5 separate regions of the Mus musculus genome follow, and all the other regions are linked to region 3. The links are chromatin contacts, called in public promoter capture Hi-C maps. All regions are on one chromosome and are shown on one strand. Each heading gives the region's core, a stretch centred on a gene start, on an enhancer-like site or on the middle of the called end of the contact. The rest is flanking DNA. Distances are from core to core; before and after follow the strand shown. Region 1 holds the start of Dmap1 (DNA methyltransferase 1-associated protein 1). Region 2 holds the start of Cmpk1 (cytidine monophosphate (UMP-CMP) kinase 1). Region 3 holds the start of Lrrc41 (leucine rich repeat containing 41). Region 4 holds the start of Eri3 (exoribonuclease 3). Region 5 holds the start of Rnf220 (ring finger protein 220).

Region 1 (2,700 bases), core at 21-2,520, 1.6 Mb before region 3:
GACATGTGGCGTGGTATGTGTGTGTATTACTATTGCTTCCATGAAACACCATGACCAAAAGCAAGTTGGGGAGGAAAGGGTTTATTTGGCTTATACTGCCACATTGCTATTTATCACCAAAGGAATTCAGGACAGGAATTCAAACAGGGTACGATCCTGGAGGCAGGAGCTGATGCAGAAGCTATGGAGAGGTATTGTTTACAGGCTTGCTTCTCCTGGCTTGCTCAGCCTTTTATAGAACCCAGGACTACTAGCTAAGGAATAACACCGCCCACAATGGGCTGGGCCATCCCCACTGACCACTCAATAAGAAGATGCCTTACAGCTGGATCTTAAAGGCAGTTTCTCAGTTAAGGTTTTCATCTATCAGATAACTCTAGTTTGTGTGTTGACAGTACAGTGTGTGTGTGTGTGTGTGTGTGTGTGTTGTACATTACACTGCCCCCCCCCCCAAAAAAAAAAGAGTCAAGATTCACAACTCATTTTAGGGGAATTGTAAATTAAATAAAGAAGTTAAGAGCCTGACCTGGTGGCACATTCCTGTAATCCCAGCACTTGAGAGGCAGGGGGATCGCTGTGAGTTAAGAGGCCACCCTGGGTGGTGGGGAAAGAAAAGGGATAGGAAGGAGGAGGCAGAGAGGGAGGGAGGGAGGGAGGGAGGAAGGGAGAGAGAGAGAGAGAGAGAGAGAGAGAGAGAGAGAGAGAGAGAGAGAGAGAGAGAGAGAGCTTCTATTTTACTCTCTTGGCAGCTGGAGAAGCTAGTTTAGCTCTGCTTTGAAAGTTTAGCACAATGGCAATGCCTGGTAATATAGAGAGGCACTGAATGAGCAGAGGCAATTACTATCATTAATCCAGTTAATTAAGAAAAAAAATAATGTTCCAGGCACTGTGCCATTGTTTTACATGGGTTATTGGTATTTCACTTAAGCAGGAGCTGTTACAATTTTCATTTTGTAAACAAATTAAGTGTTTTGAAATAGGTTTTGAGAAAATAAGTGACTTTTCAATGTCACAGAGTTCTCTTCAGGTTTTCTTTTCATTGCCCGGGACACAATGTAGAGAAATAGAAGGTAAATGTCAAAAGCAAGCCCCGCATCGCCTCGCGCGGATTCCTGGGAGCACAGCAGGAATTCCAGGCGAGCGACTCAGCCTGCCCGGTAGCTTGCACACTGGGTTGCTAGCCGGCTCCTGTTTGTCTAAGCACCGACCGGAAGTGTTTCTAAGGGTTGCGTTTCTACGACGCACAGCCGGAAGTTCCTATCCGTGGGTCTTCAGAGAGAGGTAATTTGAGGAGTGGGCTACAGCTGGGGGGACTCAGGTGTGGCTCCCCGGGGATGGCGAGGCAGGGAGGACAGTGTGACCGTAAGGGACACCTGCGCGGGGAGGCGGAGAACGAGGCAGCACCCAAACCTGGTGTGGACCATTCTGGCGCTGGCCTCTTCACCCTGCCCCCACTTGGAGCGGGAGTTGCAGGGACACCGCCCCCTTAACGGTAGCACAGTCTTTCTGCAGGTACCGACCCTTGACGTCGGGGTACTACCTCATCCCTCGGGCGTGATGGCTACGGGCGCAGATGTACGAGACATTCTAGAACTCGGGGGTCCAGAGGGAGATGCCGCCTCTGGGACCATCAGCAAAAAGGATATTATCAACCCGGACAAGGTAGCAGGGGCATTTGAGCGGGCTGAAGTGTGGGTGAAGGTGTTGGCGAAGGGATGGGAAGGGGTGTTACCAGAAGAGAGATGGTGGAAGTGATAATAAAAGGAGAGCTACAATGGAACAAGAGCATGCCACCCTTAATGTAACGAAGAGGGGACACTGGGAGGTGGGGACCAAGAGAGCGGGGAAACCGCCAACGGACGAGAGGACCGAGGGAACCTGACACTTGTAAGTTGTTGGGAAGAGAGAGCAAGACATTGTGACAGTCTTGAGGTGAGGGAAGGACTTTCTTCCCTGATAACTCAGACGCGAGCGGGGAGAGGAAACCTGTGCAGACGGTGTAGAGACGCTCCCATGAGTGGGTTCCCGGGACTTTAGTTCAGCATTTGTTTGTTCAGGTTGGGCTGGGTAAAAACTTCAAGGAAGGGTGGGTCTGGGCCATCATTTTTTCCCTGTGGTTTTCTTCCCAGAAAAAGTCCAAGAAGTCCTCAGAGACGCTGACCTTCAAGAGGCCTGAGGGCATGCATCGGGAGGTCTATGCTTTGCTTTACTCTGACAAAAAGCAAGTATTGGAATCCCAAGTCCTCCGTGTTTCCCCTAGCTCACCAGGCATAGCCCTATGTCCCTATTTTCTCTTCTACTTTCCCCCACGCCAGTATCCCCAACTAGGGCTCCTCCTGCAGGACAGCTCAGTGTCTTGCTCCAGGACATGACTTCCTTATTCTGGGGTAGACTGAGCTTCATGGCTTTAGAGGTTCTTCACACACCTGCTTCTAACCTTTCACCTCCACTGCCAGGGATGCACCCCCACTGCTGCCCAGTGACACTGGTCAGGGGTATCGGACAGTGAAGGCGAAACTGGGGTCCAAGAAGGTTCGCCCTTGGAAATGGATGCCTTTTACTAACCCAGCTCGAAAGGACGGCGCTATGTTTTTCCACTGGCGACGAGCGGCGGAGGAGGGCAAGGACTACCCTTTTGCCAGGTTCAATAAGGTGAGCTGCTAACAGAGCAAAGCTGAGCCACTTGCTGAGTTCTCCAGT
Region 2 (2,700 bases), core at 38-2,537, 1.1 Mb after region 3:
CCATCTGCCTTTGCCTCCCAAGTGCTGGGAATACAGTCAGGCTTCAAACCTATCATCTTCCTGCTTCAGCCTTTGACTTCAGGTTTCTTATTTGGGGAGCTGGAATATTGTAGGTCCAAAGCCAAATTATCTATCTTAGCCCCCAATCAACCATTTATTGTTCACCTCTATGTGACCTAACATTCTTGTGACTATTAGGTAAGTCCATTTGTAACATACAAACAGAATCCTAGCTTCCAAACCCAAAGGCTAAGAATGTGATTGTAAGGGTCCATGACTTTTCAAAGAATGACACCCTGGATTCAAAAAGTATGTAAATACAAAGAGTGTTTTATTTTGCAGAAGTTCAGCATGCTGGGGTCTCCCATTACCAAGAAAGACCGAGAAGTGAGCTTGCAGGCCCAATTTAAAGCACACTGGGGGAGTTCTGAGGTAGGTGGGCTTTGTCTTACTCTATCTCTAGTCAAGTGCAGCAGTGAGGAGGAAGGAAGTTTAATCTGTAACTGATTGTGAACCATCCATTGAGATAACTCACTACCTTTGGATCAGCTTGTCTCATCCCTCTCGTCATCATTTGGCATCTGGGGCCAATAACAGTACCAGCTTTGCTAGAAACCATCTCTACCAAGTTATCTGAAAAAAAAATTGCCATGATTCATAGCTTTGTTCTGTTACTATAAAAAACTCCATGAAAATGCTACCACTGCCGACTCCAATTTTCAAAGGTTTGTGTTCATCCAGGCTCAGTTTTCACTCTTTTTCTTCTCTCTTCAGAGTTTTCCCTAATGGCCCGAGTCAGGGTAACAGAGCTAAGCTTAAAGTCTTTCCCTGCGGTTAGAATATAACCTAAGTGCTTTTCCATAACCGACTCAACTCTCCATTAATGACTTTCCATTCCACTTATCCAGCCCTAACCTTCTAACATGCCCTTCTCTCTTGGCGGGTCACTGCATCCAAGTCTCTGCTCTTTTCAGTCCTCAAGTCTTGGTTCCAAGGTCACCTCTTTAGAGGCCTTCTTTGCAAACCTCAAACTGTTCTCATTTTCCTTTGGTTTCCTTCCCAACAATGCCGTTGTTCCTACTGACTCCTGTGCTTGCCTCTTCGGTTAGGCCGCTTCTCTTGGGAAAGGGAAACCCGGGAGATTGAACCACTGGTCTGCCTAAACGTCAATCCAGGTTCTGAAACTGAAATGCCTTGGGTCTCCAGCCACGTTAGGAAGAACCGGAACCGCGAGCGGAAGCTGGCGCAGCGCACGGAGGCCCCGCCCCTTCCTGTCACGGCGGCCGGCAGCTGGCGGCGGGGCCCCGGCGCCCGCTCTGCCCGCCCCCTCCCTGCCGCCCCGCCCGCGCCGCCGCGCCGGCCGCTGTCAGAAGCGCGTTGTATGCTGAGCAGCTGTCGTCGGCTGCTCCCGCACGTCCTGGTCCCGAGCTGCCCGCCGCTGACCCGCACACTGCGGCTCTTCCCTCTCCACCTCATGAAGCCGTTGGTCGTGTTCGTTTTGGGCGGGCCCGGTGCGGGCAAGGGGACCCAGTGCGCGCGCATTGTCGAGGTGAGGCCGTGCGGGAGGGCGACGGAGAGCTCCCGGGCTGAGCGGAGCGGGCCGGGGCCGGAGGGAGCAGCCGCGTTGGCGGCCGCGCCCCTCGCTGTGGGGAGCGGACTACGAGTCCCGACGGCCACCGCGCGCCCGGGCCGAGGGGCGTCGAGTCTACGAGTGCTTTGTTTCCGCGCGCCCTTGCTTCCACTCCTGGGATCCGGGTCTTCTCGCTACATCTCTGGCTGTCAGTCTCCGGCTAACCGGCCTCGAGGAACCCGACCCGGATCTTGTGGTAGTTAAAGTGCCGGATTTGTGAGAGCCCAGGCGCTAACCTTTGGCCCAGCTGACAACTCACGCCCTTTTCCTTGGGCGAGTGAGTCACTCACTCTCAGTGAACCTCAGTTGTCTAAGCAAATAAAAAACTCTGCTCTCCGAGAAAGTAAAACACCACCCAACTATAAAATCCTCTTATCATTTTTTAAATAATGTTTGCTTTAGGACTGCAGAGATGGCTGAACGGGTAAGGGCGCCTACCACCACGTTCCATCCCTGAGACCCACAGAGAACCACAACCCCACTCCCGCGAGTTGTCCTATGATGTTCACTCTAGAGCTCAAGGGTTTGCCCACACAAATAACTAAATACAATTAAAGTTTTGACATAAGTTTACCAGTTCCATTCTTTTAGTATTTGAGGTCAGGGGTGGCATGTACACGGAGAGAGGCAAAGACTTTAAACTCAAGCAGGTATGGGTTCTAGCCCGTGTTAGCTGTAGTGATGGACTGTCTTGTTTTTTCTAGCCCCTATGAGCTGTAATGATGCGGTGAGGAAGGCTTAATGGACTGTCTTGGGCAGTGTTTTAAAGGAAAACAAGACAATCAGAAAGAAATGGCAGGGTTGGGGAAAAACACCCAACATTCACCTTTAAATTGAGTGCTTGATAAAAGGTTTTGACCCAGAACTTGATAATTTCTTCTTTTCCTATAAGCCGTGGCCTATATTTGCTTTGTATTTTTTTCCACGTTCATATATTCAGCTCCTGCCCTATAGTCTATTCTCTAAAGAACAACCACAGATAAATAAAGTAATGTGGTCTAAAAGTTGTGTGTTTTACAGTTATGTCTAGAATTACAGATAACTTTGGAAAATCAGTTTAATCACAAAGC
Region 3 (2,700 bases), core at 194-2,693:
CTTTCCCCGCTTAAGTTGCCAGGCCGCTGGCCTGCGGTATCCTCCTCCAGCAGGGCCTCCTTGCCATCTGGTCGGGGAGCAGAAGGCCTTGGCTCACACCGGAGCGGAGCGGACTGTCTAGCCGGGTCCAGCCCCTCCGTACCGGCCGCTCTCACAACTAAGGCCTCGGCTCCCTCCTATTCGGCCCAAGGCCTCTTCCCCATGACGCGTCTCACCCGACTCTAGCTCCGCAGTCCGGGATACCCTGGCCCCTGCCCGGCCTGAGGCCTCTTCGGCCCTTCCCGCCGGCCGGTCTCCCGAGCCTGTCCGTGCTTACGGAGCGTCTCCCGGAGCCCTCCACTCACTTTCCTACCTTCTCCACCACCGCCCCGGTCCATCCAGAAGGCCACCGGCGCTACCTGCTCGGCGGGCAGACCCGCAGCTCAGTTTAGCAGCGAGGTCTGGGGCGTCGGTGCGCTCCCTTCAGCCCTCGCTCGGGCCGTCAAACAGGCCACGGCGCTCCCAGCCTTTTCGGCTTCTCCCCGCGACTCCGGTCCCTCGCTCGCTCTCCACTGGGCTGTCCCACCCCGCCCATCCGCGGGGCTCCCGGAGTCCAGGTACCGGTGGTGTGCCCGGCGGACAGCGGAGGCCCCGGGCCGGCAGCGCAGGTGGCTGCGGGCCTGGCCTCCTTGCCTCGGGTCGGGCCTGCCAAAGTCGGTCCCTGCCCCGGGGCAGCCCGGCCATCCCTGCCCCGTCGGTTCGAGATCCGAGAATCCTCCGTTCAGTCCGGTCCAGCCCAGTGTCAGTTCCGAGCCTGTGGCTCCGGCCTGCTACTCCAGCCCCCGTCGCTAGGGCCCTGGCAGCTCTGCCCCGTACCGGGCCTTCTGGCCTCGCCCCCCGCGCCCCCCAGGCGAGCCGCGGCTCGGCTTCACCGGCTCCCTCGGTCTCAGGCTTCACTCCGTCCCGCCCTGTCAGTCACGGAATTTCTGTTCCGACTCCACCATCGAACTCCCGGGGCTCCCAGCTGGGCCTGGCCCCGGGCCTCTCGGCCTCGCCCCCCGCGCCCCCTGGCCGCCGGGCCGCCCCCGCTCGCTGCCGGAGGTCGCCCCTCACTCCGCGACTTACCCCACACCCCGCTCTCCAGAACCCCCATATGGGCGCTCACTGCCCGCCCGCACAGCTCGAACAGGGCGGGGGGAGCGCTGGGGCCCGAGGCCGAGCTCTTCGCTGGCGCCGCCTCCCGGGACGTGGCCTCCATGGTCGTTGCTGCCGCTACCTCACAGAACCAGCAACTCCGGGCGCGCCAGGCCTCGGGCGCCGCCATCTTGGGGAGGTGCGCGAGCCCGAGAATGACACCCGCGGGCCGCCATCTTGAAGAGGTCAGCTTTTAGGACCGCTCCATAAGGGATATGGGGAAGAACAGAAACAACATTAAAAGATCGTCAAACAGAGGAGCAGATGACTCAAGTATCTTAGGGAATACTACTTGGAAAAATACTGTAGATCAACACATTTGGGCAAGAAGTGACCGAAAGGATGTTTCTTAGCAAATTCTTTGCAGGCGTATATAGCAGCTCCCCCTACGTCTCGTAGCTAGCGAGTAGTACAGCCCAATTTGTGCGTGTGTTCGGGACTACGAGGAGTATGCCGCACTTCCGGCCAGGTCGCCGGATATCCGTCGAGTGACCCTTACTAGTCCTTCTTAAACCTGAAGTGGAGTACTACTCTGGTTGCGCTTGTTGGATCCCAAACCGGCTCCCGACATGGGACTAGAGGACGAACGAAAGATGCTCACTGGATCTGGAGACCCCAAAGAGGTAAGGCTTCGAGGTTGGCGGGCCCGGGACCTAGCTCAACAAAGCACCTCCCGGGGCTCTCTTAGTCCGGGTTTATAGCCTAGGGTTTGCGGGGTCCAGAGAGGTGGTTTCCGTTACTTACCTTCAGAATTCTTTGGTTGACCTTGGGCAGATTAATAGCTAGTCTTTCTCGGGATTGGCTTCCCCAAACCAGGAATGTGAAAGTGTAACTGGAGTTTATAATGCTGCACTGATAAACTTGTGTAAACAAACAAACAACCCCCCCCCAGGTTTTTGAGGTTCTAATTTGATAAATGTTTTGAGGTTCTAACTTGATAAGTGCGTGAAGCAAAAAACTAACGTTAGTCTTTAACGTAGCTTAGGTCAGAATTTATTTATGGAGATTTCGGGGACCCTAGTCTTCGGAAAAGTGCTTTCAGGAGTTGGGGTGTAGCTTCATGGTAAAGCTCTTGCCTAGCATTAACAAGCCCTGTATTCGCTTCCCAGCATCTCCAACAAAAAGCGGTTCTTTATCTTTTGGGATGGAGATGGCCGAGGACTTGTGCCTTTGGGGACAGTTTAAGAATGTGTAGTGTAATTCTGTGGTGCAAGAGGGAGCTCTTTCCCAAGTTGAGCATCATTGTGATAAATATTGGCTGCTTATGTGCTGAGTGCTTTATATGCACTAAGATACTTAACTTGCACAGTTTCCCCATGAGGTAAATATCAGGTACATTATATATTTTTGTCACTTTTATTACATGAGGCAGCAAGCAAGGAAGTTTATCTTGAATGAGGGCACACAACTAGCAAGACAATACAACTGGGACTCCAATGCAGACGTCCAGGCTTGAGAGCCAGAGCTCTAGCCCGAGACTCACTTTGCTTCCATTTCCTGTGCATTTGTCTTGTCTACTTCAGGACA
Region 4 (2,700 bases), core at 185-2,684, 1.5 Mb before region 3:
GAGTGCTTAAGTTGCCAAAGTGCTCTGAGCTCCAGTGAAGCACCACAGAATCCATAAAGGAAACCTTATCAATCACTTCCCGGCAGCTCCCTTCCCCCAGGCAGCACCTGCCGACAGGCAGCCAAGTGGGTTTCTAACCAAGATCACAGGCATACATTAGTGGAGTCACACTCCAAGTCACTGTTATAAATTGGCTTTTAAATGGTGGGCGATTCAAGTATAATATACTTAAGGTCCAAGACCGAGCCCACTAAAACAAGGTATACTGTGTATGATAAAGTCAGAATAAAGCTGAATTTGATGAAGCCAGTTTTCTGGTACAAACTCTACAGTCAAAAATCATTCGGCCAATCACAATCTACTACAGTTAAATAGCTTAGTCTTTGGCCAATGGGATTCATGTTTTGCTGCCCTTGGGCTGGGAAACCAATGAAATGCACTAGCAAATGCAAGCCACAAAAATGGTCAGAGACAATTATTGGCCCCAGTCATTGCGAAATCCAGCCTGAGGGGCAAGCTCTGTATCTCCAGATGAGGGGCCCCATACCCAGCATCTTCCAGGCCAACGTCGAGCAGCTGACATTTCACAAGAACTCAACCCAAGTCATGCTTTCTTTGTTTTAAGAAGACACCTGTTGCTGGACCACTTGCAATAAAGACATACAAAAAGCTACCTGGGTTAAGGCTCTTTCTCCACTCTGTCCACCTCTGTCCACCATTATTACCCACAGCTTGTGACTTACAAGGAAGTAAAGTGCTAGCATGTGTGCCTGTGCCAAGATGCGGAGGGGGTAGTCTATAAATAATTCCTTAATCTTCTACTTTATCTGGTCAAACCTCTCTCCTTCTCCAGAAATCTCAAACCAGGCCCTTTCATCAACTCACCCAGTCTCTCTCGCAAAGCCGAGCTCCCCCACCGCCCTCCCCAGCTATCCCTTCGCCCAGAGTTCTAACATCCAGGGTGAGCACCAGGCCAGAATCCCAGGCTCCTTAAGTGTGCGCGCCACGACCCACACCCCGCATGCATTAACCAGGGCCCAAGCTGGGGGCCCTCTCAATCTCACCCACCCCAGGGTGTTGCCCCCAGCTCGGGCCCATCCAGGTCCAGGGAAGCGTAAGGGGAGGGGCAGGGGGCCAGGAGACCAGCCCTCCTTCCCAGGGCCGCCCCCGCCCCCCGTCAGCTGCCGGAGAGGCTGTCGCCATGGCAACGCCCCCTCCTCCGGGCCAGCACGGCAGGCTCTCTCCAGGTGCAGGCCCCGGCGTCTCCCTCGGCCTCAGCAGACGCTCCGGGCAGTTGACGGCAGCGGGCACGGCCCGCGCCGCCTGCGGCGCTGGCCAGGCAGAAGCAGGGCCAGCTCCGCCCGCTTCCCACAGCCCGTTCCAGGCAGCCTCAACAGCGGCAGCCAGCACCACGAGTCCACAACACACCGACTCACCTCCGCGCACTCTGACCCCGACCGACGCGGTGGACGGGCGGGCGTGGTAGCCAACCGCTGAGCCCGCTGCTAGCGCCTTTGGCCAATGAGCTGGAGTAAGGCGGGGCTTCTTCTCTCCAAACGCTCTCTCTCCCGCCGACATGCGCGTTAAGGTGTGTCAAGATGGTGACCGTTGGCTCTGGGCCTTGTGGGACTTGTAGTTTAGAGGAGCCACGTATTCAAAAGAGAAAGGGAGGGTCACTTCTAAACAGTGAAAGGGGTTTTCTTAAAAAATAAATAAATGATAATAATAAAATAACCCGAAATCTTCGTCAGGCCTAAAATGACCCAGATGCTCTACTTATTTTCCCCACCTTGACTGTAGGCATTCGGTGAGTATGGGCTTAGGAGACATTCTCTTTAGGCGACACTTTTCTGTGATTCATTGTCAACAAGTAATCGTTATCTACTTTCTGATGCGGGCCTGAGGGAAATCTGGAAAGAAGGGAGGCGAATTCAGCTAAAAAGAAAATGCTGAGATTTCTGAAGGGCCTTTCTGAGGAGGAAGCTTCTGGCTTGTTGAGGCCCTCAGAGGAACTGTCAGGGTTAACAAGGTTTCTGGCCATAGCTGTAGTGGGTCTTTCACAGTCAGTCTCTCCAGGCAGCTGGGGAGAACTTCACCTAAAGCGATGGGTGAGTGTCTCCATCTTAGCTGTGCTTCTCTGGGAATCCACGTTATGAAATGGGAAGCATCAGTCTTAAGCCACTGGTGATTTTGACAGCCTCTCAGTCAGATCCATCTTAGGAGCCATCTTCAGTTACCAAGCTCCTCTGTCTGCCACCTGCTATTTTCCTTTAAGACAGCTAATATCAGTTCTGGACCCTGCCACCTCTGAGATCTTAATATAATGGTTCCTGCCTGAGCTGGAAATGCCTGTAATCCCCATATCAGAGAATGCCTTCTTTAATCTCATGCACATAATGGGTTAGATGGTTCTACTGTGAACCTACAGAACTGAGCACAGCACTTTACAATTGTCTCCCTGCCATCTCTCTCCCAGGAATTGAAACTCGTTTAAGATAGCTATTCATTTCCATATTGTTCATGCTGCATGGCTTATACCCAGTATGGTGTCAGTCATAGAGCAGCTATGCAATAATGTGTTTCTGACAAATGAAGGAGTAAACTGCAACAGAGACAGATATCACTCACCCCAACTGAGAAAAGGAGAGCCACGATTGCCTGTCCCCAAATCTTGGAACTAAAACTGGAGCTTCTTCTTCT
Region 5 (2,700 bases), core at 131-2,630, 1.4 Mb before region 3:
TAACTCAACAGAAAAGAGCAGTCTAATTAACAATAGTGCCAATGCATGACTGGTATGGCTAGAGGCTTAGAAGTCCCTAAGCCAATTGAATCCTGTGAATGGAGGTAGTCATGGTCACAGAAGTCTAGGTGAGCCTATTAGCTGCTCATTTAAAGAGCTGCTAATTAAACATTTTAAGTGTAATCACCACACAGGAACTTAGCTAGTACCTTTTGTTGAGAGTCTCACTCCTAGCCCTGGCTGGCCTAGAACTCCCTGTGTAGACCAGGCTGTGCTGGGACTTTCAGCAGTCCTCCTGCATCTGCCTCCTGGGTGCTGGGATTACAGGCATCAACCACAGAGCCCAGTTCTATACAAACTTAAGCACATGTTAAACATGAGAAAAAGGGACGAAAAAGTCACATCAGAATGGAATATTGGTCTCATTCTGGTTTAGACTATAATCCTGGGAGGTTCTTCGCAGGATGGATTATCCTCATGTATCCTAGGGAAGAGAAATTTTTTCCAGATGAGAAACCTGACTTTTTAGAAACCAAGCCACAAAACAAAGGAATTACTTCAGAGGCCAGGATTAGCTTTCAGCTGGGCTTTGCCTTCTCAGCGGGGCCTACCTGCCTTCCCTGTTAGCTGTGTACCTAGAAGTAAGTCACAAAACCCAGCCTCAGTTTCTTCTTTTTAAAAACTAGAAATATTATCTCCAGAATTAAAGGGCTAAATGAGATTGTGGAATGACATTTGGACTCATAGCTTGGGTCTTAGAAGGTTCTCAATAATGTTAATTCTCTATTTCCCCAATATATCTTTTTATACCTCATGAATTAACAATTTGAAGAGAAAGAACTATATTATAAACATCAGTGACACCAGGGAAATTTTTATTCACAAATCTGGGTGTTAAACTAGGCCCCTTTTCCTCTCTGTCTAAATGTCAGTTTTATTCATATTCACTTACAATTTTATTTTTATAGGCAAAGACCCAAAGTAATATTCAAAGCACTAAACATTCGAAGCACTACACAGCAGGTAGGATCTTTCGGGGGCGGGGGGTGGGGGGGAAAGGGTAGAGTTTTATGTTGGAGCCAAGGTTTGGTGGTCAGCGAGCAGCCCTGACGTCAGGCTTAAAAGATTTAGCCATTTCCCCTTGGTCACTTTAGTTCAAAAAAGAATCGCGGTCAGTCAGATTTCTCCGAAGGGAAAGGAGGAGAGATGTAAACAAAGGCAAAAGACCTCTCTAGTTTCCACTTGGGCGGGCCACCTAAGACCATCCAGCCCTCTAGTGAGGGCAGCCAGGGCTGCTCTCCCGGAGTGCCCGGGGTCTGGACTCCATTTCCCAGAGTCCCTTAGTACCCTAATGTATTCAGTGCTCAGAGTGCCTGTATGTGTGTGAGTGTGAGAGAATGTGTGCGTGCATGTGTGTGTGAGTGTGTGTGTGCGCGCGCGCGTGTGTGTGCGCCTCCGAGTCCCTGGGAGAGTGGAGGCTCATTCACTGATTAGAGCCAGCGCTGAGAGGCAGCACTGCTCTTCTCTCACACCAACAGAGTCTCTTGATCTGTACATGCAATCCCAGGCAGCTCGCGAGCACAAACCCGGGGCCAGCCGCCTGCTGCTGCTGCTGCTGCCGCTGCCGCCACCACCGCCGCCGCTGCCCCCGCCGGCTCTGCGCACCCGGGACTTTTCATGCACCACACTCTCCGTCTTCTTACCTTGGTGTCCTGAAAAGTGCGATCGTTCTCCCCAGGAATTTCCACGGCAAGTACGGAGCCCAGAAAGGGGTGTGGATGCGTGTGCGTACACAAGAGGGGTGGGCGCGAGGGTGGCCGGGTTGCTGAGGAACCTGGCTAACTTTCGGGGTTGGTCTCCCAGGGATTCGGGCGGCTCCCCTGCGACAGGGACAGGGACTGGGACCTGCACTGCCGCGTCTTAGATCTTGGCGACCGAGCCTCCTTGGCTGTCGGTGCCCGGCGCGCTCAGTGCGCTGCCTCACTCAAACTTTCCGTCTTGAGTTTTCCTTAATGTGTTTTATTTGGGGGGTGCAAGGGGGAGGGACCAGACGCTGGAATTGGACAAGTAGGGAGGGCGAGGGGGATAGCCAGGGGAAGGGAGCAGGACTTCTCCATCTTTTTATAAGCCCCATTTCCACTTTGTTTGGGTCGACCGCGAGTAAGCTCTCCTGCCCGGCTTCCCGGTGCACCCCGCTGTGATTTCCGCGGGCCCGGTCTGAGTGTTACTCAGTGGGGACTCTCAGGCGGCGGGCGGGATAGGAAAGGGGCGATCTGTTGAGAAACGATCCCAGCCGCACAACACATTGCCGACCCGGTGGGGTACCCCGCAGGCTCCGGAGCCTTGGGGTCCCCAGAGGCTCGGCTTACTTTTTCCTGACGAGGACGGGTGTGAAGGATGGAGAAGGAGAGCCGGGGGGTGCGGTGGGGGTGGGATGGGGAAAACCTCCGCCTGCAGGATGAAGGCAGGTGCTGCCACTGAGGTGAACCGTGCTATCTGTAACCGGTAAACTCCCAGCTCCACTGGGTTGGACTGGCCGGCCTTAGAGTAACGCGTTCCGTGCCGGTCTCCTGGGATTGGGGGTGGGGGGGCGGGATCCCCTCTTCCAGCGATTATAAGGAGCGAGGTGGGAGGACGATCTTGTAAAATCACGAGCTTGCTTTTTGTGTGTGTGGTGTTTTTTCTTTTTCTTTTTTTCTT

What was found. Promoter capture Hi-C pulls out the DNA fragments that hold promoters and counts their contacts. Capture Hi-C pulls out chosen DNA fragments and counts their contacts.
Region 1: a promoter capture Hi-C map of liver shows a contact between it and region 3, with 3 times the contacts expected there. The contact joins the promoter of Dmap1 here to the promoter of Lrrc41 in region 3. A contact is called at or near these places in 1 of 39 promoter capture datasets (pre-B cells), 1 of 484 Hi-C or Micro-C datasets (B cells) and 2 of 9 other capture datasets (adipose tissue and liver).
Region 2: a contact with region 3 is called in a promoter capture Hi-C map of second pharyngeal arch cranial neural crest. The contact joins the promoter of Cmpk1 here to the promoter of Lrrc41 in region 3. A contact is called at or near these places in 7 of 39 promoter capture datasets (the HPC-7 cell line, cranial neural crest, frontonasal cranial neural crest and 4 more), 1 of 484 Hi-C or Micro-C datasets (erythroblasts), 4 of 115 datasets of contacts at active chromatin or transcription factors (embryonic stem cells, epiblast stem cells, extraembryonic endoderm stem cells and 1 more) and 2 of 9 other capture datasets (adipose tissue and embryonic stem cells).
Region 4: a promoter capture Hi-C map of adipose tissue shows a contact between it and region 3, with 2.8 times the contacts expected there. The contact joins the promoter of Eri3 here to the promoter of Lrrc41 in region 3. A contact is called at or near these places in 1 of 39 promoter capture datasets (pre-B cells), 2 of 484 Hi-C or Micro-C datasets (muscle stem cells and uterus) and 1 of 9 other capture datasets (adipose tissue).
Region 5: a promoter capture Hi-C map of pancreatic islet shows a contact between it and region 3, with 39 times the contacts expected there. The contact joins the promoter of Rnf220 here to the promoter of Lrrc41 in region 3.

The regions. Positions count from the first base shown.
Region 1 is chr4:117,680,795-117,683,494 of GRCm38.p6, reverse strand. Dmap1 (DNA methyltransferase 1-associated protein 1) reads left to right here and starts at 1,270. Exons shown (of 11, transcript NM_023178.2): 1 at 1,270-1,281; 2 at 1,513-1,662; 3 at 2,130-2,221; 4 at 2,457-2,652. The coding sequence starts at 1,558.
Region 2 is chr4:114,985,815-114,988,514 of GRCm38.p6, reverse strand. Cmpk1 (cytidine monophosphate (UMP-CMP) kinase 1) reads left to right here and starts at 1,287. Exons shown (of 6, transcript NM_025647.3): 1 at 1,287-1,549. The coding sequence starts at 1,382.
Region 3 is chr4:116,074,012-116,076,711 of GRCm38.p6, reverse strand. Lrrc41 (leucine rich repeat containing 41) reads right to left here and starts at 1,443. Exons shown (of 10, transcript NM_153521.2): 1 at 1,105-1,443. The coding sequence starts at 1,303. Uqcrh (ubiquinol-cytochrome c reductase hinge protein) reads left to right here and starts at 1,642. Exons shown (of 4, transcript NM_025641.3): 1 at 1,642-1,796. The coding sequence starts at 1,743.
Region 4 is chr4:117,549,099-117,551,798 of GRCm38.p6, reverse strand. It overlaps Eri3 (exoribonuclease 3), which reads right to left and starts at 1,434. Exons shown (of 9, transcript NM_080469.4): 1 at 1,069-1,434. The coding sequence starts at 1,203.
Region 5 is chr4:117,495,732-117,498,431 of GRCm38.p6, reverse strand. It overlaps Rnf220 (ring finger protein 220), which reads left to right and starts at 1,380. Exons shown (of 15, transcript NM_025739.3): 1 at 1,380-1,749. Gm12827 (a long non-coding RNA gene) reads right to left here and starts at 2,695. Exons shown (of 5, transcript XR_868034.2): 1 at 1,704-2,695.